3 separate regions of the Sus scrofa genome follow, and all the other regions are linked to region 3. Evidence: chromatin contacts called from public HiChIP or PLAC-seq and promoter capture Hi-C data. All regions are on one chromosome and are shown on one strand. The core of a region is the stretch at or near the end of the contact, and the rest is flanking DNA. Distances in the headings are between cores, read along the strand shown. Region 1 holds the start of ATAD1 (ATPase family AAA domain-containing protein 1). Region 2 holds the start of KLLN (killin). Region 3 holds the start of RNLS (renalase).

Region 1 (2,873 bases), core at 240-2,739, 720 kb before region 3:
CTATTAACTTCAATACAATACTCTGGACCTATAGCCACTTCTAAAATAGTCATCCTTCTTTTAAAATGACTTCAAAATCCTGAAATGAAACTGAAACTACTTGGAGGTTGTAACTGCATAAACTTCACTGTACACTTATCTATCATTCATAAAACATGGTATGCTTACAATGTAGGGCCGTTACAGTAATAACACCTACAGCAAAATAAAATAATAGAAGCTGCATGTGCGTAAAACAATAGAGACTATATTCCAATTTTGTATAAACATATAGATCAACAAATACACAAATTGCACATAAACATGGACGGTGTCATGTACAACTAAGAAATATGGCAAAACACTAATTCAGAGTTGTTAGGTAAATATGATACCAAACAGTTTCACTTTAAAGAATTCTCCATTTCAGGGTAAAAATCTTAAAAATCGTACCATCCCGACAATGAATAGTTTAGTGACAGTTTAAGAACCGAGAGTAGAGTATACTATAGCATTTCTCTAATTCACAGCAGTGTTTTACAAAGTTTTTCTTAAGCCCAGAAATCCCAGTTTCCCAGATACCAAGGCCCTATAAACTCAGCCTATGACAATGAAAGCCTGACAACCTTCACAAACAGGACAGGTTATTAGTTAACACCACCATCCTCTGCGAAAGCGTGTTCAGGCTTGAAGTAACATCTCCACTTTTGTACTAGGTAGTAGCAGTGCCTGCAGACAATCACACTCGGCTCATTCTGACCTCCTTTGCCCAGGACCACGGTTCTGAGGTCGTCCGGGACGACCTCATGCCCACGCAGGGTCCCGACTGCCTCCAGAGAGTCCCTGGAAATGTCCTAAGTAACTCTTGGGGGCAGTGCTAACGGAGACCTGAAGGCCTAGGCTGGGCCGGAAGCCAAAGCGAGGCCCGGGACGCCCTTGGAGGTTAATCTGCTGGATACCAAAGGTTGCAGGAAGCTGGCAGGCGGCACTAAGGTGGGGCATGGGAAGAAGACGAGGTGACCTTTCCAGCTGGGCTTCTTAGATCCGAGCTAGTTCCAAAAGTGCTCAGCCAGACCCTTTGCCTGTCCCACGACACCCCGCAAAAACCCGCTACTCACCCCCAGGATAGAAACAGCGGCCGCAGGAACCAGAGAGCCGCACACAGGAAGCAAAAGCCATCTGGGAAAGAACGCTTCCGGCGGCAGCCGCGGCCCGCCCCCTCGCACCGAGCATGCGCCACCCGCGGCCGATGGCCTGGAGGGGGCGCGTTTCCGGATTTCAGTAGCAGTGGGGAATTCCGTTGGAGTTAGGTCGAGTGTCCTGTACGCTGGGGTGAGCTGCCTGAGTTTTGCTGCTGAGTCTTAGGGATGGAATTGAGGCAAGTGGTTGTCACCTACCGTATTCTAGGGCTCCAGTTGCAACTCTGGCAAATCCGGGAGGCTTCATGAACGTGCAAAGAAGTGCTCTGTTCCCCCCGCAAAAAAAAGTTGACTTCTGCGGGAACCTTACTTCCGCCCTTCACTCCCTACATCCCTACCCTGGGTGCAAACCCTCTGGCTGCTATTCCGTTTGTTAGCCAAAGCGCTGACGCGCAAGCCCAACCCCCTACCCCTTACCATCTGTCTTTCAGTTTTTAGGGTGAGCTCACCCTCCTCCCCACGTCTGCGCAAACACCTGCGGTGGCGCCTGAAAATCTTTCTGCGAAACTTCTCTGCAGCCCACCCAGACAGGGCTGGTAGTCGGGACAAAATAGAGCATCTGGTAACAGGTTTTGCATTGCGGTGACTTCCCTTTTTCTTTTACCTCTTCCCCTTTCTAGAGTGAGAGACATGGCACAAGAGGTCCCCAGGGACCGTATCTGAAAGCCAGCGCCTCTTGAACACAGACTGCAAGGGGGGGGGGGGTGAGACGACATTGGACACTGCCCCCAGATATAAGAAGCATCACTTCCTTCAGATGGCGGTGAGACTATGAAGCAAAGAGACGGTTCCTTTTACCACCCTCCCCAGGAAGACAGTTTGTGCCTCTCTGCCTTAGGCAGCGTCCTTCAAGGCTAAAATTCTGCAGCCCGATTGTTGAATTCAGTGAATGCTACCCTTGTTACAAGGGGGTGATACTATAGTGAGGATAATAGCTACAGTTTGCTGAATGTGTACTGCGTGTCAGCCAATATGCTTCTTTGTACATCCTTAACCTAAGTTCCTCAAAACACCGGATCATCTAAAATAACCATTATGGAGCTACACTGTGGCGCAGTGGGTTAAGGATCCCAGGTTGCCGTAGCTGTGGCATAGGTGACAGCTGCTTCTGGGATTCAGTACCTGGCCTGGGAACTTCCATTGCTGAGGGTGAGGCTGAAAAAAGAAGGAAAAAAAGTAATGAATAAATAAAATAGAATAGTCACTTTTTATTTATTATTTATAGGTGAGCAAATGGTAAAGCTTAAAGAGAGAAACTTGCCTAAGTTCATGCACCTCACAAGTGGCAAAAAGTTACCCAAGGAGCTCCCTGGCAGCCTAGCAGTTAAAAATTTGGCATTGTCACTGCTATGGCTCAGGTTCACTGCTGTGTCTAGGGTTTGATCCCTGCCTGGAACTCCTGCATGTGAGGAGCATGGCCAGGAAAAAAAAGAAGAAGAAAAAAATCAGATCTTCAAAACTGAGACCTGGATCTGATTCAAATCCTATACTTTTATATTCCTCTTTGAAATAATAATTTAATACCAGTTAAATTTTAAAATCTGGGTAAAAGAGGTAAGACCATGAAGTGAAAAAATCTTAAGACATTAAAGGGTGAGGATGAAATGACAGGAATGCATGAATGTTTAAAAACTGTGTTTGGATTAACTGATAATCAGAATGGAATCTAATACCATAAGTGGTTCATGTTTTACA
Region 2 (2,700 bases), core at 65-2,564, 680 kb before region 3:
TTCTCCGACCAGATAAGTCACTTGGCTGAGTCTACAGTAGGTGGGGCACGCTCACCAGCTCAGAGGCAGTGACAAAGTTTGTTGCAACATCGTTAAATTCACGCAGCGGGCTGCTGCCCGGAGATACCCTTTTGCCCCAAGAATACAGTACCTGAAAGTTTCGCCCTAAGGGGTAGTGTACTAGCTCCAGACCCCCAGGGTTTGAGAAGTCGCGGTGCTAGGGAATCTAGAACGCGGAGTCTCAGTTTTCCGGCCTCTAGCTTGCTCTGGGGGTAGCAGGCGAAGGGTGCGACCAGTTTGGGAAGTCTCGCTCTAAGATTTGCAAGAATCAACGGCAGCGACCAAGGCGAGGGGAGGCGGGGGCACGTGCTTGGATGTGGGTGCTTGTGTAACCAGCTCCTCAGGCTCCAGTCCCGACAGCGCTTCAGCGGGAGGCTCGTCTGAACCTGTCTTTCCACCAAGACCCAGGAGGCTCTGGGGTCCCTCTGCTTCTGAAAGGCGGGAGCCCTCTGGGCAAAAGAAGCGAAACACTTGCCTCTGGAGTTATCAAATGGGAGTGGGAATTTGGAAAGTTCCCCAACTAGGATCACACGTGACCTCCCCCTGAAAGTAGTTCCGACTGTGGCCCGTATATCCCTCCACCTCTTTTTGAACCCTCCTCGGTCTCCTCGGCTCCGCCCACTCGCCGGGGCTGCAGCTTCCTACCGTCGCGTACTTCACTCTCCGGCCCAGCAACCCGAGTCTCCGCCCGGGTGGTGGAGCGCGGAACCGGGCCCCGGGGCGATCCAGCCAGCCAGGTTTTCACAGCGGCCCAAAAGGGGGCGGGGCGAGGAGTCTTTGGCTCAGTTCGACGCGGTGAACCCTACTGGAACCCCGAGGGGAGAGATGCTCTCTGCTCTCCAGGGGGCTGGGGTGCATCCCAGCGTCGGGTATCAGCTTTCATTTCACCTGGACATTTGTCCTTTGGGATCTAGAAATTCAGGGGCGATGTGTTCATATTCAGCACGCTCTGCTGGACCTTTCAATTTTAGGGCAAATGAACCAGGTTGCCGGGGAAGCGGGAGGTGGGGCGATGCAAGGGAGCCGGATGAGGTGATACACACTAGAGACACAATAGGGGATTCTTTGTATTAAGACTGACACCTTGAGGACACGGGTGGGGGTGGGGGATAGGTGGATTTTTTGGCAGAGGCTGCTGCAGTCAAATCCCTGCGAACGATTGTGATCCGACAGCGGTGCAAAAGGACGGGGGGTTGCAGGCCGTGCCAGGGAAATCTGGGGGCAAGGGGAGAGGTGTCCTCGCTGTAGGGACCATCCTTGCGCTTCCCGGTACACTACCAGCGCAGTCACCTGGTCTTTCCCACCTGTGCACAGGTAACCTCAGACTCGCGTCAGTGACACTGCTCAAAGAACCTGCCTCAGCCTTCACCTTAACCCCCCTGTCTCGCTCGCAACAGCCTATTCTGCCTCGGGTTGCGTTGCTGGGCACAGGCTATGGTTCAGCTCGTCCCCCCACCCTGCGTTGCTGCAGAAGCAGCCGCAGCAAGTGCAGCTTCAGGAGGGGGCCTCGGAACAAGCCCGAGCGAGCCCCGGGCAGTCATACTGGGCATGCTCAGTGGCGCCAGCAGGTTGGGGACTCGGCGCTCGCACCAGAGCTGCCGCTTCTGCCCCCTCCCTAAAACCCCAGCCCTGCCCTGCGCGTCTCTCCCCTGGCGCGGTCCGGCCCGCCTCCCGCCTCCCGCCTCCCCTCGGGCTCCCAGGCGCCCCTGCCCCTAGCGCGGCGGCGGAGGGGGCGGGCAGGCTGGCGGGCGGTGATGTGGCGGGACTCTTTGTGCACTGCGGCAGGATACCCGTTCGGAGCCGGGACGCGGCTGCGCTCAGTTCTCTCCTCTCGGAAGCTGCAGCCATGATGGAAGTTTGAGAGTTGGGCCGCTGTGAGGCGAGACCGGGCTCAGGCGAAGGAGATGAGAGACGGCGGCGGCCGCGGCCCAGAGCCCCTCTCAACGCCTGTGAGCAGCCGCGGGGGCAGCGCCCTCGGGGAGCCGGCCGGCCGGCGGCGGCGGCAGCGGCGGCGTTTCTCGCCTCCTCTTCGTCCTCTTTTCTAACCGTGCAGCCTCTTCCTCGGCTTCTTCTGAAAGGGACGGTGGAAGCCGTGGGCTCGGGCGGGAGCCGGCTGAGGAGCGGCGGCGGCACCTCCCGCTCCTGGAGCGGGGGGGAGAAGCGGCGGCGGCGGCGGCGGCGGCGGCTGCAGCTCCGGGGAGGGGGTCGGAGTCGCCTGTCATCATTTCCAGGGCTGGGAACGCCGGAGAGTTGGTCTCTCCCCTCTTACTGCCTCCAACACGGCGGCGGCGGCGGCGGCACATCCAGGGACCCGGGCCGGTTTTAAACCTCCCCTCCGCCGCCGCCGCACCCCCCCTGGCCCGGGCTCCAGAGGCCGCCGGAGGAGGCAGCCTTTCCGAGGATTATTCGTCTTCTCCCCATTCCGCTGCCGCCGCTGCCAGATCTCTGGCTGCTGAGGAGAAGCAGGCCCAGTCGCTGCAACCATCCAGCAGCCGCCGCAGCAGCCATTACCCGGCTGCGGTCCAGAGCCAAGCGGCAGCAGAGCGAGGGGCATCAGCTACCGCCAAGTCCAGAGCCATTTCCATCCTGCAGAAGAAGCCCCGCCACCAGCAGCTTCTGCCATCTCTCTCCTCCTTTTTC
Region 3 (2,700 bases), core at 22-2,521:
GCTAATATGATCAGCAATGGTATTATCATTTCACTACATTACAGGAGGCAAAGTTTAGCCCTGTTAAAAATGGATGATTTGTATCTTTTTACATAATACAACCAGTATGACTGATTCCACCCCTTTCAACTAACTCACCTTTGATGTTTTTTGGCAAAATGAGGAGTGCAGGTGATGTACTGGGCACCCAAGTCGACTGTGCTCTGAGGATTATGGGCACTGCTGGCTGTAGTCATTCTTCCCCCTTGAATTAATCCCCAGGAAAACGTCTTAGTGCGTTAGAATGAACCTTTTGCAATTAAAGCTGTTCACTCCAGGTTACCACAAGAGGATTATTTTACAGCTGTAGTAGAAGGCATTTGTTTTTTTAAGTTGAAGGCTTTGTCACCTAACATTGTCAGTAAATAGCTAAGAGACAATTCTATCCCTGTGAGGTTTCTGTTGTTGTAGTTGTCGCTGTTTTTAAAGAACACGTGAAAAATGCAGCAATGCTCAGCCCCTGCATCTATTTACTGATTTGAATAAAAGGAATGAATGAACAGAGGAAACAAAGCAAAATAATGAATGCAATGTCAGAACGAATCAACAAACGCTTTCACTCCTGCGGTCAGGTTTCAGGAGAGTGACAGGATTCTGTCAACTGGATCTCCCGCAAAAGTCTTAGTCTACGGGCACGTGCGGACCCTCTTAACCTGCAGAAAGCTGCCAAGGCCAAGATAAAAGTGCATTTATTAGCGACAGCGGCAGGCGCTGGCTAGGCAAACTCTAGTCAGGAATTTTCCCAGCCCTTGCAGGCCGCCGCTAAGGCGCCGGGTATTCCCACCCCGCCCCCAGCCCGCGGAGGTCGCCGCCCCGCCCCCACCCGCGCCCCCTCTCCGGCCTTCCTGGGAGCCGGAAGTCTCCAATCACGTGACCAGGAGCGCGCCCAGCTGCTGGATTTTCTTCACAGACTTACTCAGAGGGAGGCCCAGCGCCCCCTGGGAAGCCTCGGTGCCCGCCGGCTTCCTTTTCCCCTAGTTTGGGCCTGGAGACGACCCACCTGAGTCCCCCGCCTTGTCCCACACAGAGAGGTGTAAAGGACAGGACGCCTCCTTCCTCAGCAGTGCAGCGCACAGGCTTCCCGTCAGCCCCGCACCCACGATCAGCACCCGGGCCATAGCTCGCGGGGTCCGCAGCGAGGCCCGCCGGCCTGCACTCTGGAACCGGCGAAGCCCAGCGGGCTAGAGCTCTCTGCACCCGGCACTCTTGGCCCGACCCGGCCCCTGAACAGTTTCCCGGCCTGCCTGCAGGGGGCGGAGAGGAGGCGATCGGGGCTGAAAGGATGAACAGCTCTGAAGACCAACAAACCTTGGTCTTCCCTTTGCTTTGAGGGCCAGGGGCTGGTTTCTAAGACAGGGTGTGAATTCCCGCCCAACCCTCGCCCCCACTTCGCCCCTGAAAACCTAAATCGTGTAGGTTAGAGTGGGAGACCTCGCCTCTCCACAGGGCTGGTGTTGACTACAGCAAGGGACCCATCCAAGGTAACTGCTAGGTTTACTTACTGTCTCTGCCTTGTGGAACCTTCATTAGCTTAATATTCTGAGTCTGAAAGGTGGGGAGGAGAGGAACAGACCAGCGTGCCAGAGCCTGCTTTCTTCAAGGGCCTTAAGGGCCACTATTCACGAAATAGCAAAAAGATTTTTGAAGAGATTTTGCTTAAAGTAACCTTTAGGCTGTGTGTAAGCGATATAAATTTTTTGAACCTCAACTTCTCCACCCCAAAGCGGGACAAAAAAAAAAAATGTCTGCATTCCAAATTGTTGAAAATTAAAGATATTCAGTTCATCAGAAAATTTTAGATCACTAGTCTCAAGTAAACACTAAGTTTTATGTAAAATCACATTCCAAATGTAAGAGACACAAGGGTGAGCGAGATAAGGATTCATGCCATTACTGCTAGTTTGGTATTTTTTTCTTAACATTGTCGTGGAAATTCTCAATGAAACAACAAAAAGCAAGGATAAGACTAAACTACTAAAAAATTAAAAATTCAGTTACTCTGAATTGCAGATAAATTATTACCTGGAAAACTAGAGAAACTAAACAGTTATCAGACCTATAAGAAAGGTGACAGTGATAGCCAATTATAACAAAAACATTAAAAAAAATGAAATTTTACTTTATGTACACAGTAGGGAGAAATTACCAGGCATCAAACTGGTGATAGATTAATATTACAAGTATCTAATCAAAGATAATAGAACTAGAAGATATAGATCAATGAGACATTTGTAAACAGAAAAAAACAAAACCTAACTGAGCATAAAAATTGAACTGAACAGAAAAACACTGACTACATAATCATTTACAAATTTCAAAAGATGCAAGATGAAATACAAATAGTGAACAAAATTCTGGAGCATATATGAAAGGTTAAAGTTTAACACTCATATAAGATCTTAGATAAACTTTTTATTGAAATATGGTTAGTTTACAATATTAGTTTCAGGTGTACAACATAGTGATCCAATATTTCTATAGATTACATTCCATTTAAATAGTTATTATTAAAAAATAATGACTATATTTCCCTGTGCTATATATCCTTGTTGCTTATTTATTTTGTACATAGTAGTTTGTATATCTTAACCTCTTAACCCTATCTTGTCCCACATCTTTTAACCCTCTGCCCCCTGGTAACCACTAGATTGTTCCCTATAT

Evidence for each region. Promoter capture Hi-C pulls out the DNA fragments that hold promoters and counts their contacts. HiChIP or PLAC-seq counts read pairs in DNA pulled down with a chosen protein or histone mark.
Region 1: a promoter capture Hi-C map of fetal skeletal muscle shows a contact between it and region 3, with 5 times the contacts expected there. The contact joins the promoter of ATAD1 here to the promoter of RNLS in region 3. A contact is called at or near these places in 1 of 5 promoter capture datasets (fetal skeletal muscle) and 1 of 2 datasets of contacts at active chromatin or transcription factors (alveolar macrophages).
Region 2: a contact with region 3 is called in an H3K27ac HiChIP or PLAC-seq map of alveolar macrophages. The contact joins the promoter of KLLN here to the promoter of RNLS in region 3. A contact is called at or near these places in 1 of 5 promoter capture datasets (fetal skeletal muscle) and 1 of 2 datasets of contacts at active chromatin or transcription factors (alveolar macrophages).

What each region holds. Positions count from the first base shown.
Region 1 is chr14:99,884,015-99,886,887 of Sscrofa11.1, forward strand. ATAD1 (ATPase family AAA domain-containing protein 1) reads right to left here and starts at 1,490. Exons shown (of 12, transcript XR_002338606.1): 1 at 1,098-1,490.
Region 2 is chr14:99,927,573-99,930,272 of Sscrofa11.1, forward strand. KLLN (killin) reads right to left here and starts at 1,315. Exons shown (of 3, transcript XM_021073704.1): 1 at 1,232-1,315; 2 at 674-862; 3 at 1-671. The coding sequence starts at 1,315. The coding sequence ends at 99. It overlaps PTEN (phosphatase and tensin homolog), which reads left to right and starts at 2,484. Exons shown (of 9, transcript NM_001143696.1): 1 at 2,484-2,700.
Region 3 is chr14:100,603,682-100,606,381 of Sscrofa11.1, forward strand. It overlaps RNLS (renalase), which reads right to left and starts at 1,272. Exons shown (of 8, transcript XR_002338669.1): 1 at 1,040-1,272; 2 at 139-244. It overlaps LOC110256749 (a long non-coding RNA gene), which reads left to right and starts at 1,297. Exons shown (of 4, transcript XR_002338671.1): 1 at 1,297-1,520.